7 separate regions of the Mus musculus genome follow, and regions 1, 3, 4, 5, 6 and 7 are each linked to region 2. Evidence: chromatin contacts called from public Hi-C and promoter capture Hi-C data. All regions are on one chromosome and are shown on one strand. Each heading gives the region's core, a stretch centred on a gene start, on an enhancer-like site or on the middle of the called end of the contact. The rest is flanking DNA. Distances are from core to core; before and after follow the strand shown.

Evidence for each region. Promoter capture Hi-C pulls out the DNA fragments that hold promoters and counts their contacts. A called contact is a pair of places that touch in the nucleus more often than the background predicts. Capture Hi-C pulls out chosen DNA fragments and counts their contacts.
Region 1: a promoter capture Hi-C map of pre-B cells shows a contact between it and region 2. The contact joins the enhancer-like site here to the promoter of Fxr1 in region 2. A contact is called at or near these places in 4 of 39 promoter capture datasets (the C10 cell line, hippocampal neurons, liver and 1 more) and 1 of 115 datasets of contacts at active chromatin or transcription factors (astrocytes).
Region 3: a promoter capture Hi-C map of pre-B cells shows a contact between it and region 2, with 4 times the contacts expected there. The contact joins the promoter of Zmat3 here to the promoter of Fxr1 in region 2. A contact is called at or near these places in 2 of 39 promoter capture datasets (liver and pre-B cells).
Region 4: a contact with region 2 is called in a promoter capture Hi-C map of adipose tissue, with 6 times the contacts expected there. The contact joins the promoter of Dcun1d1 here to the promoter of Fxr1 in region 2. A contact is called at or near these places in 13 of 39 promoter capture datasets (the 3T3-L1 cell line, 3T3-L1-derived adipocytes, cranial neural crest and 8 more), 1 of 115 datasets of contacts at active chromatin or transcription factors (astrocytes) and 3 of 9 other capture datasets (adipose tissue, liver and macrophages).
Region 5: a contact with region 2 is called in a promoter capture Hi-C map of liver, with 2.1 times the contacts expected there. The contact joins the promoter of Kcnmb3 here to the promoter of Fxr1 in region 2. A contact is called at or near these places in 4 of 39 promoter capture datasets (hippocampal neurons, liver and pre-B cells).
Region 6: a contact with region 2 is called in a promoter capture Hi-C map of liver, with 5 times the contacts expected there. The contact joins the promoter of Atp11b here to the promoter of Fxr1 in region 2. A contact is called at or near these places in 12 of 39 promoter capture datasets (the 3T3-L1 cell line, the C10 cell line, cranial neural crest and 7 more), 2 of 484 Hi-C or Micro-C datasets (CD4 T cells and muscle stem cells), 3 of 115 datasets of contacts at active chromatin or transcription factors (astrocytes and embryonic stem cells) and 3 of 9 other capture datasets (adipose tissue, liver and macrophages).
Region 7: a contact with region 2 is called in a Hi-C map of CD4 T cells, with 6 times the contacts expected there. The contact joins the promoter of Pik3ca here to the promoter of Fxr1 in region 2. A contact is called at or near these places in 5 of 39 promoter capture datasets (3T3-L1-derived adipocytes, liver, neutrophils and 1 more), 1 of 484 Hi-C or Micro-C datasets (CD4 T cells), 1 of 115 datasets of contacts at active chromatin or transcription factors (thymic regulatory T cells) and 1 of 9 other capture datasets (adipose tissue).

The regions. Positions count from the first base shown.
Region 1 is chr3:35,898,912-35,902,469 of GRCm38.p6, forward strand. All of the region lies in intron 4 of Dcun1d1 (DCN1, defective in cullin neddylation 1, domain containing 1 (S. cerevisiae)), which reads right to left. Among named protein-coding and RNA genes, the nearest start is that of Dcun1d1, 32 kb to the right of the region's middle. Within about 2 kb of position 2,115, at least 26 of the 459 cell types and tissues checked have an H3K27ac peak or open chromatin away from gene starts, as enhancers often do. A contact at or near this core is called in pre-B cells, where this site is marked.
Region 2 is chr3:34,018,793-34,022,346 of GRCm38.p6, forward strand. It overlaps Fxr1 (fragile X mental retardation gene 1, autosomal homolog), which reads left to right and starts at 1,287. Exons shown (of 17, transcript NM_001113188.1): 1 at 1,287-1,371. The coding sequence starts at 1,321.
Region 3 is chr3:32,363,604-32,367,541 of GRCm38.p6, forward strand. Zmat3 (zinc finger matrin type 3) reads right to left here and starts at 2,062. Exons shown (of 6, transcript NM_009517.2): 1 at 1,901-2,062. It overlaps 4930429B21Rik (RIKEN cDNA 4930429B21 gene), which reads left to right and starts at 1,886. Exons shown (of 1, transcript NR_027966.1): 1 at 1,886-3,835.
Region 4 is chr3:35,930,912-35,934,953 of GRCm38.p6, forward strand. Dcun1d1 (DCN1, defective in cullin neddylation 1, domain containing 1 (S. cerevisiae)) reads right to left here and starts at 2,055. Exons shown (of 7, transcript NM_001205361.1): 1 at 1,874-2,055. The coding sequence starts at 1,876. It overlaps Gm15952 (a long non-coding RNA gene), which reads left to right and starts at 2,167. Exons shown (of 4, transcript XR_880768.3): 1 at 2,167-2,256.
Region 5 is chr3:32,489,486-32,493,246 of GRCm38.p6, forward strand. Kcnmb3 (potassium large conductance calcium-activated channel, subfamily M, beta member 3) reads right to left here and starts at 2,484. Exons shown (of 4, transcript NM_001195074.1): 1 at 2,423-2,484. The coding sequence starts at 2,484.
Region 6 is chr3:35,752,734-35,756,251 of GRCm38.p6, forward strand. It overlaps Atp11b (ATPase, class VI, type 11B), which reads left to right and starts at 1,330. Exons shown (of 30, transcript NM_029570.4): 1 at 1,330-1,677. The coding sequence starts at 1,651.
Region 7 is chr3:32,394,920-32,398,894 of GRCm38.p6, forward strand. Pik3ca (phosphatidylinositol-4,5-bisphosphate 3-kinase catalytic subunit alpha) reads left to right here and starts at 2,146. Exons shown (of 21, transcript NM_008839.3): 1 at 2,146-2,573.

The DNA.
Region 1 (3,558 bases), core at 865-3,364, 1.9 Mb after region 2:
AAAAAGAAACTCAATGCTTATTCACTGACTCAGAAAACCCAGATAATTTCTAGGAAATCACTTGAAAATCACAAATGATAGAAACCTAGAAGGATCTGTGGTGGCCACCATGGACTCATATTTGAATGTTTGGTCTGCAGTTGGTGAAAACCTTTGAAAAGGATTAGGAGGTGTGGCCTGCTGGAGGAAGTGTGTGTCACTAGGGGTGGGCTCTGGGGTTTCAAATGCTAAAGCCAGGCCTAGAATCTCTCTTCCTGCTGCCTGTGGGTCCAGACATAGAACTCTCACCTTCTCCAGTCCCAGGTCTTCCTGTGTGCTCCCCATGCTTCCCACTAGGCACACACTCAACTACACCTCTGAAACTGTAAGCAACGCACAATTTAATGTTTTCCTGCATAACAGTTGCTGTGGTCATGGTGTTTCGTCATGGCAACAGAACACTGTCTAGGACAGGTTTCAACATCCTACTCCAAAGATACTTGCTCAGCTCGATTCATTGTTCTGTTCACAACAGTGAAGAAATGGAAACAACCAAAATGTCTTCACCTGATGAATGGGTAATGAAAATGTACATAAACACTATGGAAAATTATAAAGAAAAAATAAATCATAAAATTTGTAAGTAAATGGATGGAACATGTGTGGGGGTGGGGGTGGTGTAAGTATAAAGTAATCCAGAACCAGAAAGGAAAGTGTCTTAGTTAGGGTTTTACTGCTGTGCACAGACACAATGACCAAGGCAACTTTTACAAGGACAACATTTAATTGGGGCTGGCTTACAGGTTCAGAGGTTCAGTTCATTATCATCAAGATGGGAACATGGCAGCATCCAGGTGCAGCATCATGGTATAGTAGGAGGTGAGAGTCCTACATCTTTCAGATAAAGGCTGCTAGAATACTGTCTTCCAGGCAGATTGGGTGAGGGTCTTAAAGCCCATGCCCACAGTGACACACCTACTCCAACGGGGCCACACATCCTAATAGTGCCACTACCTGGGCCAAGCATATAAACCATCACAGTAAGCATAATGTAGTCTCTCTCAAATCTACAGTTCATAGCACCAAATCTTCAGATCGAAGTATGTAATTTGGAGTAATTGCATAGACCAGGAAAGAAAAAAGGAATGGTGGGGTGGAAAGAAGCTTTAGAAAGAGTCACCACAGGATACAGGTTATGTGAAAGAGAAACATGATAAAGGGGGAGGGGCTCTAACTGGAGAGGGAGGAGGGAGAGCAGAGAAGGAAGCAGAGGGAGGAGGGATGAATAACTAAGATACTTGAAATAGTCATGGGGAACCATATTGTTTTATATTTACTTAAAATTCCACATTATATATGTCTATATGTACATGCACAGACACAGTTTAAGTTATGCTACTTGGAGTGATAATGTCTCCTGTCAAGAGCCAAACATTGTCTAACAAAAATCCCAGCAGCAGGCAGGCATGAGAAACCTTCTTTTGGAACTGCTCGTCAGAGGCATCTACGACTCCCAAATGATGTAAGCCACTGCCTGTGGCCTTCTCCAGGAGGCTGAAGGTCAGTCCCCAGGGCTCAAGACAGCAATACTGTGGGTACACGACTTGGAAGACTCAAGCTGGATTTGACATGGAAGCCACCTCTTTGAGGCCCAGTATTTCAGTTAGAAGATAATACACAGACTGCATAGGGAGAGAGGAATCAATCCTCTTGCCCAGCTGTGATGTGTATGAATCACAAGGAGAGCGTGGCATGCTGTCTCTACAGGTGCAATAGTGGTGCTTCTATCTTGAGAGTAACTGACAGCAGTCTGAGTAGACTTGTGGCTCACCTACTACACAGAAATCATGCCTGATACTGTCAACTTAGCCATCTGTGGTTGGTGAGGTCACGGATCTTAGAGAAGAGCCATAAACTTGAGTGATTCCTAACTGCATTTTAAAAACTTATCTTTACATATGAGTGTAGCTCTCTCTCACACACAGCAATTAAAGAAGTTTCTTTTTGTAGCAGTCAGAGAGACCATTACTGACAGTCACAACTGATCAAAAAAAAATGTAGAGAGCTACTGATGTGGGGTGCTGCTGTGCCTGATACAGCCACAAGAGACCAGAACCCCCAAGTCTCAGGGGACACTGCTGAAGAGGAGGTGGAAAGCATACAGAAGCCACAGTTCAAGGCATCTGCTGCACAACCGTGTCTTCTAGAACATGCGGGGCTTTAAGGTTTTCCCCTGAGGGTGTATGCCCTTGCATAATAATCCTAACGGCATCATTTTCAGTACATTTTGATTCTATTTTTCTTTTCAACAGTCTCTCTCTTTCTCTCTCTCTGTCTCTCCCCTCCTCCCCCCCCACTGAATCTTCATTACCCATTCATTTGTTGATGGACAATTAGGTTGATTCTAATTTTTTACTACAGTGTAAGGTTAGAAGCTAAGATTCACAAACAAGAGAAAAACACAGCAGTAAGTAGTCTTTCTGAGTCTGGGTTACTTTACTCAGGATAATCTTTTCTAGTTCTATCCATTTACCTGCAAATTTCGTTTTTTTTTTTTTTTTTTTTTTTTTCTTTACAGCTGGAGTATTTTTATAGCTTTAATATTTATTTAAAAAAAAAAATCACACCAAAAATGAAGCCGACCCGAAGTCTAGACACCTCAACACACTCCTATGCATTTAGACTTACCTATTCTGAAGCTGTAGAGCTTCACACTGGATTTTACACTGTAATTGATGAATATAATTTTATGTACTTATCTATCACCAAAAATTAAAAATCCATGACACAGTTAGAACTAAAAATGATTATGATCCCTTTCATAACTCGTGTCCATCACCTGCCCTCTTTTCTCACACTGTATATTTAGCCTTTGCCTTCCTCTTTTCTATACTGAATCTGTGTGTGTGTGCGCGCACACGAGAGTGTATATGCATGCATGCACATGTGCGTGTATGTGTGTATGTGTATGTATAAGTGTGTGTGTATACACATGTATGTGTGTGTGTTCACATGTGTTTTGTTGGCTAGGTTTCACACATAAGAATATGTGCCTCAGTTGCCTTGTACTCTGTGACTTTTAGCTGATCCCAAAGGACTCTAATATCTAGTGTCATTTTCCAGTAAGAGCAGTCTGGTACCTTAAATCACAGAAACTACTTCCAAATTACACTTCTGCCTGTGTGCACATAGCATGGGGCCTATGAACACACTGCACCATCTAGTTCTGTCAATTCATCATCATGCTATCACCCAGCCCACCCTTAACTAGAATCCTCCATGCACTCATGCCTGACTCTTGGTTTCAGTCCTTCTTGATGCTGCATGCTGCCTCCATCCTGAAGGTCTGTGTCCATGCAGAACACATAAACTCTGTAACCTACTACGACTGGTTGCTGTACTCAAAACCAACATCTTCTGAAAGAGACATCACCAAAGTCTATTTGAATTGATGAAAATGGTGATTCAGTGAAGCTGTGAGCTACATTTTAAAGAATAATAATAAAGTTGTTGAGAAAGAAATCAGAAAAATAACCCTACTCACAGATCATACAACTAAGTCACTAATGTTAACCATAG
Region 2 (3,554 bases), core at 37-2,536:
CAGCAACAAGCACAAGTGCTTTTTATTTTTACTTATTTATTGTTGTTTGTGATGAAAATGTTTTATACTGATCCTGGTGATAGACGCTGAACTGTACATTTTTAAAAGGGCTAATCTTGTATAAAGAAAATGTACTTTATACAAACCAGGTTGCTAGGGGCCAGGAGCTCACACCAGTAAAGCCAGCACTCTGGAGGCTAAGACAAGAGAATGGGAGGTAAATCGAAGGCCATCTTGGACTGCTTAGTGAGACTTGTCTCAGAGTAACAGGTAACCGTGGGGGAACTGAGCCTGTTAGCCCAACTGGCACCTGGAGGTGGGAGGCAGGGTGGTCAATTTGAGCTCCAAATAAAGGAAAGACAAATACATCATGCGTCGCTGAAAAGTTATGTAAAGATGCACATACAAATGAATTCTTTTAAGTACTATTTCCAAAAGCCTTGCTTTCAGAAGTTGGCATTAACTTATCAAACTAAGTATGAGTGCCACAAAGCTTCTAGAACTGGTGGCGTTTCTGGTAAAGTCACACAACACAAAACCCAATAGGTTCTTGGATCCTCTTTGCAAAACTTCCCACGTGTAACCTATCAGGGGTGGGAGGAATACACTTTCCCATTGTTTAAAATTTTTTAAAAGTAATGCCAGCACTCCGATGGCCAGAGGCAGAAGCAGTTCTGTGGGTTCAAGGCCACCCAGGGGTAGAGAACTGTGTCTCAAACAGGATCCCCCCACAAAATTAGCCTAGGTTTCCCGAGCCTTTAATAACGTATTAAGGTAACCGTGCTCGGTCGGTGACAGGTGAGTGAGCTGCCTTCGCGCGAGGCGAGGCCTGAGAACTGCGTGAGGCTCGGGGGAAGCCCCGAGTCCCGGGTTCGTCCTGGGAAAGGCTCTTCAAGGGGACGGCCCGAGGCTCCAGAGGGAAGGCTCCATGAGGGCAAACCTGAGAGTGTCGGCCGGCCATGCGCTCTGGCCGAGCCCGAGCGCCCGCCAGGCCGCGCTTCCTGACGGGAAGAGCCCGTAGGGAGCGTCGCCGGCCGCGCGGATCCTGGGGCGAGGGTGGCGCGCCGGGCGGGTCCGCCTCACTCATTGTGCGCGAGGCGGGCCGCGCGGGCGTGGGCGTGGGCGGACCGGCCTGCCGCTGGGTAGCCGCCCAAGGACCCGCGCAGAGCGGCGCCGCTAGCGGAGAGCCCGGGAGCGGGCCGGGAGCGTCCCGCCCTCCCGCCCGCCCGCCCCTCCCCCGCGACGCTCGCCCCTCCCCCCTCCTCCCCTCGCGTTGGAAAGTTTCTAGAATCTCTTCCCAGCAGCCTTTGCGGTTCCAACATGGCGGAGCTGACGGTGGAGGTTCGCGGCTCCAACGGGGCTTTCTACAAGGTACGGGCCGCGGGGCGGCCGGGGATGGGAGCTGGGCACTGGGAGCGGGGTCAAGGGGCGCCGGGGACCCCGGGGGCCGAGGAGAGGTGTCAGGTGGTGGCGGGGGAGGCAGCTGGGCCGTGCTGCTGGCCTCTGCCCTCGGCGCGGTTTAACGGTCTCGGGGCCCAGGCTCCGTTATGTTTGGAAACAAGGCGGCGGGTGCTGGCTTGCCTCCTGTCCCGGAGCGTCCTGGGTCGAGGCCTCCGGGACGCGGGCGGGCGGGCGGGCTGGAGCGGCGGGCTGTGGTGCGGGCGCGCCGCCGAGGCCTGGCGGGGTGGGGGGCGCGGACGGGCGGACTGAGGGACGGACTGAGGCGGGCAGCTCACTGCGACCCCGCGGCGGCGGCCGGGCCCGCCAGGCTCCTCTCCGCCCGCCCGCCCTCCCGCCCGCGGCATGAATGGCTGACTCCCCGGCCTACCCCGGCTTGTGCTGCCCCGGGGGCCCTGCGAACCCACGGCGCCCGCCCGCCCGCGTGGAAACCCGGACGGGCGGCGGGCCCTGGTGGCCGCGGCCTGGGGAGCGGGCGGCCCCTTCGCCCCTCGGCCCGGGAGAAATGCGAATTCCGAAGGAAGGGTTCAAAGGTGACCCGAGGCCAGGCGGCAGGTGGGAGGGACGCGTGTCTTCCCAGCCCCTGGGAAGGTGGGTTTTTTGTTTTTTGTTTTTGCTTTTTAAGTCCTCTTCCACGAGGTTCTTTTTGTTTCCTTTGAGAAGAGGCCATGCATTGCCGTGGAGGCTGGCCTCGGAGACAGAGGGAGGATTCTAGAGTGGAGGAATTTGTAAGGCGCTTGCTTCTATTGGAAAAGGGGGAGGGGGCACCAAGCAGAACACGAAGGCTGAACAGTTTTTCCATAGTAACGGCCCCTTCTCCTTATTTTTTTTTCTCCCCAAAGTGTGCGAGAATCTTAACAAATCAACACAAAACCTTCTCAGCTGTTGTCTGTCAGTCATTCTCCAAGCCAGCATCTCAGATGTTTGAGAGTCTTGGCTATTTTTATGAAGGCTCTCTTCTAGTACATGAGTATTGTATGTACTTAAAATGGTTTCTCACAGGTTTTCATTTCAATGGCTCCTTTATTCCAGAGGATTTTATTTGGTATTAACGATTTCCTAATTTTTCAGTGTTTTGCTTTTCCCTTTCTAGCTTGCTTATTAGCTGTATGGAGGTGATTTGTCACGTGGTAATAATATAGGCAGTAGCTCATTGACAAAGAATGATAAGTATACTTTTTTAAATTTTGTTTTGTAAATTTTGATTGTAAAATCTCTGGTGGCCAACTAAGTAGTAAGAGTGAGTGTTAAAGCCTTTAGTATCACCTATTAGTGTGTAACTGGCTTCGTTAGTGTTCCAGGTTTAAAACATGATGTCACATAAATGATTCAAGCAATATTTGAGTAGATACTTCTTACTGAAACCTAGTGGTTACCATCTCTGCAAGATTGTAGATAAGGTGAGCTGGGCCACAAGGACTGGACTTAAGACTACTTTTCCTGCCTAGATAAAGTTCGTTAGTGTGTATCACTCCCTACCTACCCTGTGGAAAAGGCTCAGGAATCTCTGATTCTCAGCACACATTTTAGGTAACACAGATTATGCAGGCTTTCCTTGCACATTGAAAAGTGATTGTTTCAACAAATTCTTCATCGTGTAGATAATAGGGAACCATTTCTTTGACTGAATTTTATGTCAATCTGTAGTACAACATAATCAGTTTGACTTCTGTAAAGTTGGTTTGCAATCTTTTGGTGTCTTTTTTTTTTTAAAAGTTATTTCACAAGCAAATATCTCCATGTTGGAACTTTGAAGTATTAGTAATTGATTTTGGTTGTATTGAAAATTGAGCCTAGACCTTGGCTTGTACATAGTATGGTAGGCATTTGTTTTTGCTATAAAGCTCTGCTCTGATGCCTTTTTCCCCCCTTCTTTGATAGTCTGAGTAAATTGTCCAGGCTGGTCCTGAACTCACTGTGTAGTTCATGCTGGCCTTGAACTTGCATTCCTCCTTTTTAGCCTCCTGGGTAGCTATTATAGTTCCAGGTCTGTACCCCTTTCACACTCTACAAATCTGGTTATACTTAGACTGGACCTCACCATTTTACTGACAAGGGTTGGGAAGGACATTAGCCACATTTTTGTGTATTTTGAA
Region 3 (3,938 bases), core at 812-3,311, 1.7 Mb before region 2:
CTGGCTTCAAGGCTAGCCTGGTCTACACAGTGAGTTCTAGGACAGCCAGGGCTATGTAGAGAGAATATGCCTCGAAAAAAAAAAAAAAAAAACAAAAACAACAACAACAACAACGAAGTCTAACGTCCATCCTATTAGGAGTATCGTTTAAGCTCTTTTTTTTTTTTGGTCAACAGAATTCGGTGTCTTCGGCTACTGAGCTTCCCTGTCTGTGATGAAGATGTGTAGGCTAGGACACTAACAGTCTTACTAAAATGACTCAAGGACGCTTTAAGAGGGAAAAAAACATTTGTAGACACACAGTGGAGAGGAGCCACTGACTGGGAAGTCATTCAGTTAAGAGTGGTTAGTCTTAATATTTAGCAACACTTTTCATTAATCATAATGGCTAGAAAAGGATAATAATCAACTACCCGTATCTCTGGAAACACAAAGGAAAGTGATACAGATCTGATACATTTAAACAGTAAGTTTCTCTGAAACAATATTATGTCTCCCAACTAAGACATTCAAAGAGCAAAGATGATTAGGGATATTGGAGGCAGGGTAATGAAATCATCTTTTTAAATAGATTAACTACTTAGATAGAACGGACCATGTCATTCTGACCCTAACTTGTCATCCAGATTCTCTGTTAGATCATAGAGAAAGGACAGGGCAGGATATCAAAACATCTGGATATAGAAAATCAGCAATATACATAGAGAACCGAATCAGCATGCTCCCAAGACATGCCTGGGCTTGTTTCTCACATGCTTACTCCCACCTGATGAAACCCCAGCATGCGTGGCCCCAGAATCATGCAGCAGTCCTGCAGAAACAAGGCCCTCCTCCCAGCAGAGGCACAAAAAGGCCTTATTTCAAAGCAAAACACTGGCCGGCCGGGTGGGGTGGGGGTGTTTACAGTGCAGGTTTACCTATTATTACATTTTATGTTCATAATGTTCAAAGAAAGAATAGAGACCTCAAAAATACTGTTAGATTTAATAATCAACATAAGGTTAAAAAAAAAAGCCCTCCCCCAAAAGTCTATAGGTGACAATCACAACAGGTATTACATTTGGGTAAAAATAAATAAATAAATAACTCTAAAAATAAATAAAACCAAAGCTAAGCTTCAGTGAATACACAAGCTGAAATACAGACTCAAAAACATGCTCGGATCCGTTCAAACTGCTGCATTAATTTAAGAGACTAATTTAGAAGCTGTTATAAAAATACTTCTCAGATCTCAAAATCCATCCGATTGGACGTGTGCGATGGCAGACACGAAGGATGCACAGCGCTTGATGTCCTAATTTGGAAGGGAGCTCAGAGACACTAAAGAAAATCACAGCTCCACCATGTACCGGTCTGAGGGAAATGAATGACCACAGCACACGTTTCCACGGTTGGGCTGGGGCCTACTCCTCACCGGCTGTACTGCAAACAACAGCCTCCCCTGAGCAGAAACAGACCCAGGGCAAAGAAGAGAATCCAGGAACAGGTTCCTGGCGTCCGGGTAAAGTAAGGAAGGCTACCCCTGGGTATTCCGGAGAAGAGAAGACAAGAGAAAACCTTACTCAGAGGTCACCAAAACGTGGCAGGCAGAAAAACAGCCCTGGCAGGCTGTTTTACATCACAGAAGAAAGCTTAGAAGGGGAGGAGGCCTTGGCGACCCAGGCTCAGCATCTAGGACTCAAAACTGCGCCCCTGCAGCATCGCCCCCGCGTGTGCCATTCCCGGGCTGGGCAAGCTCACACGCATTCGGGTCCTGCGAGGATGCCGGCCGGGAGCACCGAGTCGCCGAGGCGGCTGTGCGAATGGCTGCGGGATCGGGATCGGTGGCCCGCTGGACGCCGCGGGCGAGGCTGACACGCGCACACGGACGCAACCGAGCGGACTCGAGGACCGCACTCACCGGAACCGGCAGGCCGCAGCCGCCCCGCCACCCCGCGCGCCGCTGCCCGCTCCAAGACCACTTTCTGCGCTCGCCGCCGCCGACCGGCCGCTCCGCTGCTGGAGGCTGATTGTCAAAAGTCGGTCGGAGCGGAGCCACCGGGAAACAGCTGCAGGAAGTGACTGCGGAACCGGGAGGCGGCGGCGGCGGCGGCGGCGGAGGAGGAGGAGGAGGAGGAGGAGGAGGCAGGGCTCCCGGCAGCGCTACTGCGCATGTGCACGGACAAGCGGCTGCTCCCGCAGACCCGGGACGCCGAGCAGGTGCGGAACAGCGACTCGAAAGGGTACCCTACCCTGGCCCTGATGGCTCCTCGGAGCTGCCCCAGCCTACCCTGAAAGCGATGAGGGCAGAAGCTTGGCAGAGCCTGGTAGGAGGGCGGAGGTTCTCCTCTGAGACCTGGAAACTGCACTCCTTGCGCCTCCGCCCAAAGACATTGGAAAGGAGCCCGCTCACCGGCAGGACCCGAAGGACTGCAGAAGTCCCCGGGATACCTTCAAGAGAGGCGCTGGGATGGATTGCAGCCCTAGCTTGTTCTGCCGGCTTGTACCTTCTGCATGTGAATACTTGTATAGTGGCTAGGGGTTTCTCCTTGGATAACATGACACGAATTTTCCATATTACCGGCAGAGTATGGTTTCGCAGCATCAAGTACTTTCACATTGTGTGTGGTTATTGTGTAAACCATAAACTAAAATGCCAAGATCTAAATATGGTGAGCCTCAACTCAGCCTAATAGACTGCCTATTTACACGGGAATGCAAGGCTATGACTGGAGCATGCGCCAACAACCAGGTACGGGCGGGCTTCGCGAATTCGAGGACTGTTCAGCAGACTAGACCAGTGTGCACCCGCCATCGGGAAGAGTAATCCACCGCACAGATGAGTTCAGTGCACGTGCTGTATATGTGAAAATACCAAATGGCTTCATTGTTTTAAAAGCAGCGGGGTAGAAACGCATTTCTCAGCCCTTTGTCAGAACTTTGCCATTCACTCTTGTTAGCTGGGACCATGCTGGGCCCTGGCTGGCCTTTCCCATCTGACAACCCTCATCCTCGTTTTCACCCACATGTCCCGTCTTATAAAATGGCTGGCAAAGGCAACGGAAGAAAATTAATTTTGGCTCGCAGTTTGAGGGTACAGTCCATCACAGCAGGGAAGCCATGAGAGCAAAAGTGGGGCAGCTGGTCACAAATGTCCATAGTCAGGAAACCGGGAGGAGCTGCTCGATTGCTTTCCATCCACGAAGCCGCCCACACTCAGGGTGAGTCTTCCCTCCTCGGTTTCTAATCCAGAAACACTCCTATTGACAGTCTGTACTATCCATCACAGGCCCATAGTCTAGCGTTACCTCTGTGATCTTACACAGCCTGTCCTTGGTGTTAAATGCCTTTCTCCCTGTCCATCCTTGCCCCCTGCAGCCTCTCCTACAAGCAACTTCCATGGCCTCTCGGGCCACTGCATGATAACAATCTCCATTCCTCACATGGGACTTTATTACATATACTACTACCTTAAACTCCCTGAGTGCAGAAAGAGACAGGTCTTGGAGTCTTCCGTTTATATTTTATAGTTTTATGTGTATTTGCATGTTGGAATAAAATCTAAAAGCTGAAAGTAGGGGCCTTACCCGCTAGCTCATACACATACATACACTCGATGTTCCAAATTTGCTGCCCCTGATCCTACAACTTACTTCAAACAGCTCAGGCATTTCCTTCTCTGGCCCAGGAAAAAGCAAGTAATCCCAAGATACTTGTTTCATAGAAATGTAAATCTCATGACAGAGAAAATGGCCCCACAAATTAGAGCTTTTTTTGTGAATCACTGGGTCTTATGAGATTCAGTAGCCCCCCTCAAATAAATAAATAAATAAATTTTTAAAATAAAATAAATGAAAGAAAAAGAAACCGGTCATATTCACCACCTTTACTAAAGGACAAAAACAAATCTCACTGACTTGTGGCTGAAACCTACTTTTGTGATTGTGTGTTGCTGGTCT
Region 4 (4,042 bases), core at 805-3,304, 1.9 Mb after region 2:
ATCTGCATATATCTTACACATTTAAAAAAATCATTGGAATCATAAAATTATTAAACATGGTAGAACTTTAGAAGTTAACAAACCCTGTCCTGACATCTAATAAATAAGGGGGAAAAACTCAGATGTTTTGAATACTTCTTAAAATACACTTGCCTATCAAGCATGAAACCCTGCCTAGGTTTGATCCCAGCCCTGGGCTATTTTTGGTCTCTGTGTGAGTATGAGAGGTAGGTAGCTTGTGGGGTTTTTTTCCCTCCCCCTTATAAAAATAAGTGAGATAATCTATTATTATGTCTTTCCTAAAACGGACAATAATTTGTGTTGTAGAAATTAGTTGTGGTACACATACCAAAAACAAAACTCCTAACAGTCTTACCAAACCATTTTATAACGTCTAGGAAAACAACTATAAATTTATAATGAAATATTTTTACTATAAGATTCTTATGGACCCATATTGACTTTCTAAACTAACAAGATCATACCTAGACTGTACATGTGACAGAAAATGAGTAAAGGCATAGAAAGTGCCTTAAGTTAAGGACATCTTAACAACCAGGAACCACAACCAGTACGATTGCATGACGTATGGCTAAGCTCCAAAATGAGCTGATTTAATATTAACCAAAGGAACAGAAGGCTACAAGTCCTAACCCTAGCTCTCACTGAAACGGCATGAATCCTATATTCCTAATGAGCACTGGCAGGCACTGGGTTCGAGGGCAGGTGTCTGATGTGGACTGTGGGAAACTGCATACATACTCGTGATGAATGTCCATCAGAGACGCGCACTCTATTATTTTAGCCTGCTGAAAGCACCCCAGTAAGAGAGTGGAAACTCTTGGGGGTTCAGGAGTAATATCCAAGGCCTGTTCAAATAATTAAAGGAGAACCTGCAAACTCTCTCTTGGGTCTCTGAACTTTTACTGTACTCTCAATCCAAACACTAACCGGAACTTCCTTACAAATATAAAGTTTTACGAACGTAAGCACAGAAGAGAAATCTTGACTCTGTTGGGACCTAAACACATAATCAACACATGACACCAAGGCTGGGGCCATATAAGTGTCACTGAGCGAAAATCAACCCCCCACGACTCAAGACTGGGCATACACCCTCCCCAAAGAAGCCTTTCAGCTCTCCGGAGCGAAGGACCTCATCACTTTTACTCTTCTCCCAGCAGCCAGCCGGGAACTTCAACAAGGTGTGACTGTATACTTCCAAACTGAAAAGCAGTGACCAGCAGCGCCAGGTACTTAATGACAAAGGACTCAGCTCACCACAGCGTCTTCCAGCTTCCGTGACTTTTTCTCACCCAAACAAAAACCAGGAGAGGAGCAACTTGACAAACTGTTTCTTAAGAATCACAAATGGTCCCTAACTGCTATAATAAAGCAATTACTCCTCCCACCCCAAGCACATAGAGCAGGCGCTCGGAAGGCAGCAGGTCTCGGGTCCCCCGGCTGCACTTCCGTCCGCAGCCCGGAGCCTCCCAGTCCCCTCGCAGGGACCGAGCCTCAGCCGAGCCGCCCCAACTCCCGGGCGCCTGGCGCCTGGCGCCAGCGCGGACCAGCAAGGCCGACGCCGGCTCGCCAGGGCCGCCAGCACCGAGGGGCCCGGCCGGGACCAGGCAGCGCCAGGCCCGCTGCCCAGGCGCCGCCTGGCCGCACAATGGGGCGCGGGCCGTCCCCCAACGCCTCCGCGCCCGGCCCCGCTCCGGCGACTAGGCCCCGCCGCGCTCCGCTGCCGGGCCCTCGCGTAGCGGCGGCGCCGGGGAGGGACGGGCCGAGCTGGGCGCCGGCTGAGCAGCGGTAGCGGAGCGCGGCGGGGCCGGGGGCCCGGGCCGGGCGGCACGGCGCCGCGGTTCCTCACCATGTTGGTGTCCTCCGGACCTCTCCCCTCCTCCTCCGGCTCCGCAGCGAATGGACGGCGGCGGCGGCGGCGGCGCCTCTCACGGGCTCGCCGGGCTCCCGCTCATGCGCAGTGCGGCGGCCCGCGGAGCGGCCGGGCCGCGGGAGGCGGAGGGCGCGGGCCCCGGGGTGGGCGGCCTGGCCTGCCGGCATCCGTGGCACGAGCGGCCGGGCGACCCGGCAGCCCGGGCTGCGGACACACGCTGAGACCCGCGCGGCGGGCGGCCGCGGGCACAGTGAGGACGAAGCGCCGGGGCCCTGCCTGCGCCCCCACTCAGGGCGCCCTCGTCACGGCCGCGTCCTGTCCTCCGTGCGCTCCTAATAGCTCCACGTCAGAGTTCCCAGGTAAGTTTTTGGAAGAATCCGGGAGACTATTGCGCCTAGAGCCACTGTCATGCCTGGTGGACGGGCCAAGCTTGACCTAGCCTGCCTGCTGAGCTGTGGGCCAGAAGACAAGTGTGTGCTGCAAGGAGAAGGAAATACAGTACTCCCTGCAGAGAGAGGAAATAAAACAAAGGTACGGCACATAGAAAAAGCTGTCCAAGATTGCCCAGGTTTATATATGTCATCCGCATCTTCATCACCAAACGTGGGTCTCCCTTTACCACCGGCAAATACCACCAGATCACCCCTAGAAGCTAACAATCTTAAAGTTTCTGTTAAAACAACTGTTGTCACTCCTCCTCGGAGCTTCCTGCTACTGCTTAGAACTAGCCACGTGGTGGGGGCTCCCAGAGCCCTGCAGAGGCAGATCTTTGGCACTGCAGACCTGTTGTCACCCATTCATTCTTTACACCATCAATGCGAGTGTGTGTGTGTACGCGCGCGCGCGTGTGCGTGTGTGTGCGCTGATGTGGCATCTTCTCGCCAGGCCCTAAGAAAATACCAAGTAGCAAGGGTGAAACTAGATCACACTTGTGGTTATTCTCTAGGAACTCAGCCTAGCAACTTAAAATATTAACGAAGAGGACTCAGTCTCTTGCTACACTTCATTAGACTATTGCAACAATAGCTTGTAGGTTTTCTTAAAGCTCTTTTTTTCCTAAGTGCCAACTCCAAGGGGTGATTCTTAGTTCCACTTGACCTCTTTCTCTCCTGAATTTGAACACGTCCTCCTAGAATTCCCATAATTTTTCATGACTTGATTTATTTATAGTCTCCCCTTCACTTACCATTCTTCTTTGCTAGCTAACTCTGGCTTTTCAGTGGTGGGCTTTCCAGAACCATCCCTGAATCTCTTCATATATTCCTTTTTCCTAGACCCTGCCCATATCCCAGTGAGTCCAAAATCTTATCTAAAGCTCGGCAGCGGCATGCCCTAAGCACAAATTCTGCTCATCCCACAGACCCCCCCAAAGCTCTACAAAGCCAAAATCTTATCCCTAAACCTGCATTCCCCTGCTTTTTCATCACATAAGCTAAATATCAGAACTGCCCATCTCCCTTAGTCTAAGCTCGCCGAGTTCATCATCTGAGTAAACCCGAATTCTTCCCCTGCCCTTTAATAGGGTTCATCTCTCATTGGGACCCTCCTTTCTCCATCCCCTTTTGAGATGGAGTTTCTTTATGTTGCCCAGGCTAACAGCCAACAGTGCGGCCTGGGATTGCAGGCAAGTATGTCTCCCACCCCATCTTCTCTGTACTTTTCCTTCTACACCAGAGGTGTCTGTCTGCAATGCAGACTGGAGGCTCTTCCTCAAAGTCTCCGAGAACTTTCCTAACGTGAGCCTGTCTGGAGTCATAGGCAGGTCTCTCCCTCATCTTTCCACTCCCTTTGTCATGACCCCCACTCAATGCAGCTCCTGTTTCGGTACCAAGCTTCCTGGTTTGGTCTTATTTTGTCCCTGACACACTAGGTCACAAGAGTGAGGATCCGCCATGTGTTGTACTAAGCCTCTAACACTCAAGCAAACTTCAGGTTGCAGCTACACCTATTTTGTAGGGAGCACTGACATACAGAGTGGGTAAGTAACATGCCTAATGTCACACAGCAAGTAGTAAATCTAGGAACTAGACCCAGACAATCTGCTTATAATGTGTTCTCTCGGTTACTACAGTTTATTTCCTACTCTGGATTTCTGCAATTGGGGCATCTCCTTTGCAATTTTATGGCCCCTAGATTAGAGTTAGG
Region 5 (3,761 bases), core at 1,234-3,733, 1.5 Mb before region 2:
GAGTTTTTTATTAGATAGGGTTTTTTTTTTTCATCTTGTATTTTTCACTTAATTTCCATGCCATTAACAATGATTTGTAAGCTCCCTGTGATTTCACAGTCCATCAATCAGGTAAGGCGTACGGTTCTTGCCTGCATCCTCGGAGTTGAACGTTACTGGCTGTCTTCAGTTTTTGAGACTGCAGCAGTACTGTCTGGGGTGAACTCAGTAGTGTTTATAAACACTTTTTATCCCAGGGTCTCAGAGTGATTAAGAATGATCTCATTTGCTCTCTAGTCAGTGAGATGAGCCAGTAGCATTTTAATTTTTTTTTCAACCAGGAATATTGATGTCCTGAAGACATCAACCAGTATCCTCTGTGCCCGTTCCTCTCTGCCCTGTCTTCCTTGCTTGATCCTCCCTGCGCAGTCCTCCCTGCCCAGTCCTCCCTGCGCAGTCCTCCCTGCGCAGTCCTCCCTGCGCAGTCCTCCCTGCCCAATCCTCCCTGCCCAGTCCTCCCTGCCCAGTCCTCCCTGCTCAGTCCTCCCTGCCCAGTCCTCCCTGCTCAGTCCTCCCTGCCCAGTCCTCCCTGCCCAGTCCTCCCTGCCCAGTCTTCCCTGCAGAGTTCTCCCTGCAGAGGATGACTTTCCAATCAAATCAGAGCACAGCTGAGGCTCCCATGCCACCTTCTCAGGCTGAGGCAAACTGAGTTGCTAACAGCGTGAACAGTCTAGCTCTAGCTCCATAGCTTGCCTGGGTGTGATCCGGACAGAAACCAGCAGCCTTGCCCTTTAACATCTGAACTGAGCAAGAACTCGAGGTAGCTCAGCCACGCGTCACAATTCACCTAATGAGGATCCCCATGCGTTTGTGACGCTGGGCATGCGCATTCAACTACTACCTCCCTGAAGTTTGTTTCAGCTGAAAGGTTTTTGTCATTGCCTGAATCTTTCTGGGTATTTGCTTTTTTAAAAAAAAATACAAAATTGCTTAGCAACTTTTTGTGAAACAGCAAGTGAGGTTGATAAAAAGCCACCACCAAGTGCAGGGTGGGAGCAATAAGAAGCTATCCACCTCTGCATGTCAGGAAGGGAAGTGAGCATAGGGATGCGTTGGGGGCAGACTGGACTGTCTTCCACCTTGCTTGTGTCATGAGGAGCATCTTCACGTTCACTCGCTGGCTTGGTTGCTATTCTGTCTCCTGCCACGAAGCGACTTGCTGTAATTGCCTGCTCATAAAGGCATTAGCTCATAGCTGGGCGAGCCTCTCTACTTTGTGGTCTGACCCTTCTACCAGCCTGGAACCCACGCCCAACCCATCCAATGCCTCTCCTTCATGCCCTAAACCAAATACCCAGTAGAGTAGTTAAAGCTGGAGGTTAATGAGTACCCAGCTCCCAGTTCTGCTTATATTGCTAAGAGCCACCCAAGTTTTCTATAGTGGGAGAGCTTGGCTTCAAGGTGTCCTCTTCCCAAGAATGTACCAGAACATTTCTAATATCATATTTCAAAAGCCTGGTATGGCTCTCCTCTGCCCATTTCTGACTGTCCTGCTGCCCCAACTCTCACACAGGAGTTCAAGGCCCCACTCCTCTGAACTTCAAAATTCTTCTGCTTTGCATACCCTTGGGGAGAAGGGTCCTAAAATAATCTTTTTCACTTCCCACTTACTCAGTATAGTTGGGTGGTTAATACCAGTAATCTCTACACTTGAGAGGTGGAGGCAGAAAGAGCAGTTCAAAGTCAGCATCAGGTACAGAGCATGTTTGCAGTCAGCCCAGGCTATGTGAGATGCTGTCTTAATAATAATAATAATAATAATAATAATAATAATAATAATAAAGCTAGAATGTACATAATATATGCAGGCCTGTCTAGTTTAGAGAGTTCCAGGAAGGCACCACCGTGCTAGAGCACACAAAGACAAGTATCTCTATTTCAAGATAAGATGAGGGGCAAAGACCCAGAGTCATGCAGCTGCCTCGGTGGGGAGCTGGAACCTGAATCTTGGTCTGGACCATTAAGGCTTCACCAACAAGACCAAAGGCTGGTGTCATTTCTTTGTTCTTTCGTACAAGAGATATATTGCTGAGCACTGCTTTCAGTGCTGGGATCCATAGCCCACACCACCTGTGTCACCTGTGTACCCAGGTAGAGAGTGGTCCACACCTGGAATCCCAGCACTGGAGATCAGGAGGCAGGAGGATCATTCTTAACAATATAGAGAACTTGAGGCCAGCCTGGGCTACATGACAGCCTGTCTCAAAACAGCAACCAAAGGTGGGGGTGGGGTAGAGGTGGGTGGTAGGGGTACCTGGGAGGCATTGCAAGCTGGCCTCCTCAAAGCACCTACCAAACTCAGCTTTCAGCATGCCGCATTGTAGCCACACTGGCCTTGATTAGCAGGAGGCACACTGATGGGAGATTCAGGTGGGGAACTTACCTCCCTTGGCGCCTCCGGCCACCCTGTAGCGTGATTTGGACAGGGATGCTGAAGGGCTGCATGAGGCCAGGAGATGTCTGGATCGGATGCTCCCCGCCTGAGTTGTGCCCTTTTAGAGCGCAGGAGGCTTAAGCATCATCGGAAGTGGAGTCCCAGAGGGAGTTGCCAATTCCCTGCCTAGCCACAGACACCAGGACCCCTGCTGCATCCAGAGCTGGCGGGGTCCTCTAGAAGTTTCCTAGAGAGGTGGGAACTCAGGCAGCCTGGCTGCAAAGCAACGTTCAGGTATAGTTGCTCATGGAGTACCTAGGTGGTTCTGTAGCCAACAACACTCCCCCAGCATTGCCTGGCGCCTGTTCCACCTGACACCTGTGTTTCCTCTGAATTCACCAGGTGCATTGTCATAGAGACCAATAGGACTGTGGAAAGTTCTGAGGCCCCAGGGACTCTGTAATTGGGGACAGACATACCCAATACACAACGTGTAAGAAGAGGAAATGTTCTGTCCCAGACACATTCCCTTCTTTTTTCAAAATATTATGTTTGGGTACAGGCTTAATATAGTAGCCTTTTCTGAATAAAATTGTTCTGAATAAAAGAATAGCTTTACAAACCTGTGAGGTGACTCAGTGGGTAAAAGGTCATCTGGCCAAGCCTGGTGACCTGAGCTCCATGCCCAGACACCAGTGAAGGTGGAAGGTGAAAGAGCCAAGTCTACCAAACTGTCCTTCGAATTCCACACAAGCGCACAAACAGGTCATGCACACACACACCTGGCAATCATAATATTAATTCGTTTAATTTTTAAAATTAGATTTACAGCTGGCACAATAGTTTCCACTCAGAAGGCAAAGGCAAGAGGGTCAGAGCTCAGGGAGGTAGCACTAGGTGCTAAAAAAAAAAGCAGGTCGGCTAAGCCATGGAGGCGAACAAGTAAGCCACACTCCGCCAAGGCCCCTTCCTGTGTCCAGGTCCCTGTCCTGTTTGAGTTCCTGCCCTGGCTTCCCTCGGTGATGAACTGTGGTGTCCAAGTGTATACAGTACAAATAAGCCCTTTCTCCCCAGGTTGTTTTGGGTCATGTTGATTTATCACAGTATATTTGTTAGATTTCTGAAGCAGATTAAAGACACAGGAGGCAGCAAATGTCCAGACTGACCTCAACAGAAAATGGATACTACTTCTTTCAAAACATCGAAGGGTGAACCCTCTCCTGTGGGGAAGAGGTGCTCGCAAGGACGGGAGGAACCTACGGACTTTCTATAGGGAGTGTGGCAGTTGGAGAATAGGACAGAAGTGAGGGGCTACGTGTGAACCTTTCGGTTTGCCCTTTCCTAGTTT
Region 6 (3,518 bases), core at 80-2,579, 1.7 Mb after region 2:
TGGGTTCTGGGACACTGCCTTAGAACGGAAGTAACATTTTGTTTTCTCTAAAAGCATTCCAGTAACTTTATGCTGGTGTCACAGAGTAAGGGTCGGGCATAAGAGCAAAACGAAGGTTCCTTTTTCTTTTTAAATATCTGTCCTAAATTTGGGTAATTTATAATATTAAAAAAAAATTATTGCAGGTCCCCCCCCCCCCCCCCCGAGACAGGGTTTCACTGTATAGCCCTGGCTGTCCTGGAACTCACTTTGTAGACCAGGCCGGTCTCGAACTCAGAAATCTGCCTGCCTGTGTCTCCCGAGTGCAGGGATTAAAAAGGGATTAAAGGGCTCCATTGCAGATTTTATAGGCCATAGATAACTGAAAGACTCTAATTGCAATGCTGGATTAACTAAGACATGACTACTGAAACCAAAAGACAGATTTGTCTAATCACCGTAGCTTAGATTTAGGTTTTTGCAGAATGTTACTTTTCAAATTACAAATGTCTGATGGTGACGTGTTTTAATTCAGGAAAAAGAGAGTACGACGAAGACGAACAGGTGGCTGCTTTTAGACAGTATAAACTTGTTCCAGTTGCTTGTATGGGCCTTCTTAAAAGTTATCCACACCCTTGTTAGAGAGGTCACGCTACTTTGGAGGTAGTTTTCATTGCATGCTTAGCAATTAGCTTTCCGAGGAAAGTCTCTCCCCTTAGCCTTTCCAGCTTAATTCATCAGGATAGGAACTCAGCAATAGCTCCAGAAATTGAGGTGCAGGCTGGACTCTCACAGAGAAATCTCAAACTTTCCCCAATATTAGTCCACTTTGGTTACTCGCTGAGTTATGTGTGAAGCAATTAAATGCCTTTGACAATTAAAAAAATTTTTTTTACCAAGTCTATAAGAATTTTGTACAATTTAGTTTGATCATAATCATCTCCCTCTCCAAATGTAAGTCTTTGATAATTTAATGGTCTGGGCACAGACCTTTTGGTCACATACATTTGCTGGTGTGGATCCGAATGTTGGGGTGGATGGGGGGGGGGGTTGGTGGGGGAGGGGGAAGATCTGTGACAGGGCAGAGCCAACTCCTCTTCGAGGAGTTGCTACAGCCTAGCCGGCCAAGATACAAAAACTCGAAAAAGGCCCACAGAGCCGGCGAGCCTGACAGCGCTCACGTTTTCGCGACAAACCGCCCCGGAAAGGGGCGGGCAAACCCGCGCGGAAACACGGAAGGGTGGGCCTCCGAGAGGTAAAGAAGCGGGCGGGTCCAGAGCAGGTGAGGGAGGGGCACAGGGCTTGGGGGCGGGACCATGGAGGGCGAGGGCGGGGCGGCGCCGTGGGGGCGGGCCCATGGCGGGCGAGGGCGGGGCGGCGCCGTGGGGGCGGCGGTGCTTCGGGTGACAACGGTCAGAGATGAAGGTGGCGGCGGCTCAGCGGGGAGTAGTGCTGCGCCGGGCGCGGTTGGCAGCCAGGCCGCGCCTGTAGGACCTCCGGGCCGGGGTGGCGGGATGGGGACCCGACTCGGGTAGAAAAGCGGGGACAGCAGAGAGCAGAACTTAAGCCCGAGGGGCTCGCCTGCTCCGGTCACACTCGGAGTCCTCTTCCACCTGCTGCCGCTCGGTCCCGCGTCCGGCGGGCCACGACGGCGTCGGCGACGGCGGGGGCATGTGGCGCTGGGTCCGGCAGCAGCTGGTAAGTGAGGGCTGGGTGGCGCGGCGGGGCGGCGAGGGCTAGGCCGCGGCGGGGGCGCGCGGCTCTCTCTCGGCCCGGGCTCCGCACAGCGCGGGGATGCACTGCAGCTTGCGGCCGCTGAGGGTCGCGAGCCGCGCGGGCCCCGAGGTGGCGGAGGTAGCGGCGCGGGGCGCGGGTCAGGCGGCTCCCCCGGACTCCGAACTAGGCTCGTGCGGGCTCCGGAGGAGGTCTGGGTCCTCCTCGGCCTCCCGGCGGAAGCTCGCCCTGGGCCTAGGAGGAAGGCGCGCCGGAAAGGTCTTCACCGCAGACCGGTGCAACTTCTCTGTGCATCTCTTGTGTGTCACCCACCCCTCAAGGCGGTTAGAACGCACGGGTTAGGAGCCAGTGGTTTAACTTTTGAACATTACTGTATTACCTGGAAAAAGAAAAAGAAAACCCTAGAGTGACTTAAGTGTCTAAAAAGCGTCACCTTTCTCAGAAATCATTCACAGACGAAAATCTCTCATGTCCCTTGGCACTTGCAGCCCAGAAAATAACAACGCCAAGGCGACAATGACAGTTAAGGCAGACATCACTTCAGTTCTAGGAATGCTAATCTATATGCTGTTTAATTTTGAAATTGTACCAATTGCAGTATTTTTTTTCTACGAGGTTTCAAGGCAGTGATAAATCTTAGAGAAACAGAAATGTCCTGTTTTGAGACCAAAATCTTCATTCTTTTTTCTTGTGGTAGAACAGTTTTTCAGGTGAAAACTAAAAAGTATGTATTTCAGTCAGTCTCCTGTTTATTTTACAGTAAGCATCATTCTTAAATAAAGAAATCTTATAAATAAAACTAGAACCGCCTGCCACTCCCTCATACAAATGGTAGGTCTTTATTTTTAGCTAACTGTTGCAAATTGAAGTATTCCAGCTTTATTGGGAATCCAAGCTAATGATGTCATTTAATCCACACTTGCTTTCTTGTGGCAAGCCAGTACAGTAAGGAAGTTAATTATTACAAATCTGATCTGCTTTTGACTTCTCAGGCGTCAAGTAAACAAAAGATTTAACACCTTTTTATCTGATGTTTTGGGTGAGAAAATAGTTTTTAAGGCTGTTTTTTCAAGCCTTTCCCAGTATGTTAAGACAGTCTCTCAGTGTGAGGTACTTTTTTGTTAGCTTGAATAAAATCTTTCTATGTGATCATTCCTATCTTCCAGATAGAAATCTGGTAATGTTGTGAGAAATGGCTTTATGTTTACGGCTGAAAGGGATAAACCAGAAGCTGTGTGGTCATTTTTAAGTCAGCTGTCTCATGGCCCTGACTAACAAGTTGAACAAGTTGCTTTCCATTTTAAAAAAAAAAAATACTATCTCTGATATTTAGTTGTCTGTCACTGGTTTTACTTTTAAGATAATCAAGTCTTTAAGAACTTGTGCCAGGGCTGGAGAGATGGCTCAGTGAGTTAAGAGCACTGACTCTTCCAGAGGTCCTGAGTTCAATTCCCAGCAATCACATGGTAGCTCACAGACCATCTGTAATGGGGTCTGATGCACTCTTCTGGTGTGTCTGAAGACAGCTACAGTGTACTCATCTAAATAAAAATAAATAAATCTTTAAAAAAACAAAAACAAAAACCCTTGTGCCAAAGCAGGACTTTGAATTGCTGACTAAGTTTGTGTAATCACTTAAATACAAATTAAGGACAGTGTGTACAAAGGAACGAAGTATGTTGTACTAGCTCAGTAATAAACAGCCTTTCTAGTTGCTACTCCAAGAATTCAGTTAAAAAATTCTATCTTGGATTATTCAAATTATACAAATTTTATATACAAATAATGCAAATTTTATTATTATT
Region 7 (3,975 bases), core at 896-3,395, 1.6 Mb before region 2:
GTCTTGGGAAATGCCACCAGACACACCCAGAGGTGAGTCTCAGCAGTTTCCATAGGTGTTTCTTGATCCAGTGAAATTCATAATCATTGTGAATCATCACCCCAGCAATGGTAGTAAATCCGAAGGCAGGAGAATAATTGTACATGCCTCTAACCCCATACTTGGAAGGCAGAAGCCAAAGGACCACCATTTCAAATTCATCCACAGAAGTACAGAATGTTCAAGGCCAGCAGGAGCTACTAAGACATTGCGTCAAAAAAAAAAAAAAAAAACAAACAAAAAACAACAACAACAAAAAAAAACCCAACCTAGAAACAAATAACTATGGTCATAATTTTAGTGATTTGGCATGAAACAATAGCTTTATTGTGGACATCTCGGCCTCAAAATGCTTAGGATGGTATTAACCAGTTGTGATGTTTCACACCTGTAATCTCAGTACTTGGTCTGATGAAGCAGGAAGACTGTGCTGAGACAGAGGCCAACCCATGGGCTCATGTCTAGATCCTGTCTCAATACATAAGTAAATAAGTTAATTCTAATAAAGGAAGAATTATGGTGAAATTATTTAATTCTGATGCATTTTGGTTTGCTTGCTTCACAGTCTAATAATATAATAATAAGTAACTTTTCTTTTCCTCTAAAGCATTTTTCTTTCAGTATTTTAATGATTCTATCCCACAGATGTGTAACATACTTTAAACATTTAGCAATACTGCAGAAAGAATTCAAGGCTGTAATTCTGTAGTAGGGGACTTGCTAGCATACACAAAGTCCCCAGTTTGGCCCCTAGCTTAAAAAACAAACAAACAAACAAACAAACCCAAAAAACCCAGCTGGGCGTGGTTTTAACCCCAGCACTCGGGAGGCAGAGGCAGACGGATTTCTGAGTTCGAGGCCAGCCTGGTCTACAAAGTGAGTTCCAGGACAGCCAGGGCTACACAGAGAAACCCTGTCTCGAAAAACCAAAAAAAAAAAAAAAAAAAAAAAAAAAAAATTAGAAAGCAAACTATTCCCAGCATAAAATTCCCTGACCAAGTATTATCTATTAATATCACACAGGAAGCACAATTTAAGTAATGATGCTTTTAGGACCTAAGATTAACTATGAAATTCAAGGTTATTTAACTCCTCGACCGGGGATAAGGGTGTTCTGAAACTGCCGGACACGACTAGTTAAATATTTTAAAACTCAGATTCCCTGGAATGTGAGATTAAAACGAGGCCTTAGGGTGGAAAAGAAAGAAAACAGGAAATACAGACAGTCCAGTAAAACACAGAGGAATGAATCCTTAAGACGAGGTTGAGGACGCGTGGCAGTTTTGAGTGTATTTCCTGTCCTCTACACTTTAAAAATTCCAGGGGGCACTAGGCTGCCGGACTTGGCTCTGACTTCGATTCTGGACCTTAGGCTTTTTCAATATGATAAAAGACCCGTAAGGAGAGAAACGCAGGATACCGACTGTCTGTCTGTCCGTCTGTTGCCGCCCCCGCCTCTCGACCAGGCTGGCCTCGAACTCAGGAATTCAGAGATCCGGCAGCCTCCTGAGTGGTGGGATTACTGGGGTTGCATCGTTTAAAAGTCAACATATCTCATTCCTTGCAACCAAAACCTTAGGCAGTACCTCACCACGTTGAATCGTACTTAAAGCCAGCATAACTATTTTGAAGCCTCAAAAATGAAAAAGTAACACAGCTTCTATAGCTGGGATACAAGGAAAACAGACTGGACATAGCCAAAGACCTCTAAAGACTGCAGAGGGCTATCGGAGTGGGTTACAATTTAAACCAGTGTTTGCAAAAGACTTCTTCCTGAAATCCGCATCCAATTTGGGAGAGCCACCCTTCATCTTGCCCTCCTTTCGTTTCCTCTTTGGGCATCCCTCGCTCCCGACTTTCCTGTCTGCTTCTCCCAAGACAGACTGCCGCTGGAAGAAGCTAATAGGTTTGACACGTCCGCCGTCCCAGGATGACACCACCGCCTGAGCTACGACTGCAGCGCTGACTCGCACTGCCACTCGGGGCGGAAGAGCAGGACGCAGGCGCAGTGAGTCACTGTTCCCGAACTTGCCCATTGCCCGGCCTCTTCTCCGCCTCACTTCCGGTCTTTGCAGCCCTGTTTCCGGGGCGTTGCAAGTTCGGCCCCTCCTCAGCTCTCACCCTCCTCTGCCCCAGGAGGGGGGAGCCGAGGGGGTGGGGAAGAGTTCGTTGTTTGTTTACACGATGTGAGCGGAAAGAGAGACCAATAAAGTTTATTCTGGAAACAAAAGGAAAAAGAGCCCGGGCGCCGGCGAGCGGAGCCGGGGGTGGGGGCGTGCGGCGGGGCCGGCGCCGAGCGGAGAGAGCGTTCGAGCGAGCGGCAGTTCCGGTGCCGCGGCGGCCGAGGCTGGGGCTGGGGCGGCCGGCGAGGCAGCGCTCGGGCCCGGCCGGGCCGCTCCGCAGCGGCGGGGGAGAGGGCCCGGGAGGCGGGCGCCGCGCCGCCCGCTGTCCTCTCCCTCGGCGCCGCCGCCGCCGCCGCCCGCGGGGCCGGGACCCGATGCGGCGGGAGCCGCGCAGCCTAGAGAAGCCGGAGCGTGAGTAGATGGCAGGGAGGGCGGGCTCCGGGCGGGCGGGCGGGCGGGCTCCCGGCCCCTCTCCTCGTACCCGGCCTCCGCCCGGTCCTCCTCCATCGCGCGATCGCAGCGAGGCCGGGAAGGGCACGCAGGGCCGCACGCCCCGGGGTCGGGTGTTGGCGAGCCCCGCCGCCCTCACTCTCGCCGGGCCTTCCTTTCCGGAGCCGGGTGTCGGCTCGCGGGCGCTCGTCTTCTCCGTGCCTCCCCTGCGATCCAGGGACCGTGCGGCCTCTTCTGCCGCTCGCGGACGGTGTCAGCCTCCGCTCTACGTGGGTAGATGGAAGACCAGCGGAGGGCTTGTGCAGCCTGCGTCTGTGGGGGACAGAGTAGACTGCAGCCCAAAGCTCGTGCCTCCACTGCGCCTTTGTGCACACGCGGGGCGTGGGCTCGCGGGACCCTGGGGAAACCGGCTTGGGTAGATAGAGCCCAGGTAGCTCCGGTCTGGCCGTTGCCACTGCAACTTTTGAATCACTTTAGACCATATTGGAAGCTAGCCTCTCTTGGTATTTGTTGACATCGTGTGATGTCGAATCTCTTGTGTTTAATGATGCGTTGTAAGAAAAGTCCTGGGCCAAGAAAAATAAAAATAAAAGATACTGTGTTGCTAAATTAATTTGGACAAATCAAAACACGGTGTTTTGATTAGTGGGCTCCCACTGCAACTGCAATCCAAGAATCTACCACCGTGTCTGTGAATTCAAGTTGTAAGGTATTTTTGTTTCAAACTAAAGCGTCGGGTTCTGGTTGACAGCGTAGATCACGGTATAAATAAACATCACGTGTTCTGGAAATTTTTAATTACCAGATTAACTGTTCTGCAGTATCTGTCAAAATTATCTGAAAGGGTACTGTTGGTTTGGTGTTTGGTTTTGTTTTTTGGGTTTGGGTTTTGTTGACTTAGGGTTTTGGGTTTTTTTTTTGTTTTTTTGTTTTTTTCCACCTCGTGTTGTGGGACTTTTTAAAGGGAGACAATAGGAAATATGTAGTCATCCATATTTTTTTTTAAATCGTTCATTTTTCAAAATAAGCAAAATAGGCAAGTACACATTTAAAAAAAATTGCAGAACGAGTGATTGAAGCAAATGTTACCACATCAGAATAGTAAAATCATCAGAAGGGAAATAAGGAACAAATGTTGCTATTTTATTGGTGACAGAGTATAATGCTTGAAAGCAAGCCTGCTCAAGTGGAAGGAGTTGAAAGATGAATACACAGATACAAAAACATTGAGCTTATCTAAGGTTTTTAAACTTTCAAGTAAGATGCCTGTAGATAAAGACAGGTCATTGAGTACAGGGAGCTAAGTAGAGCAGTGAGTTTGTGAGAGAGGATTCCCTTGAGAGCTGGATGTGTGTTGCAGACT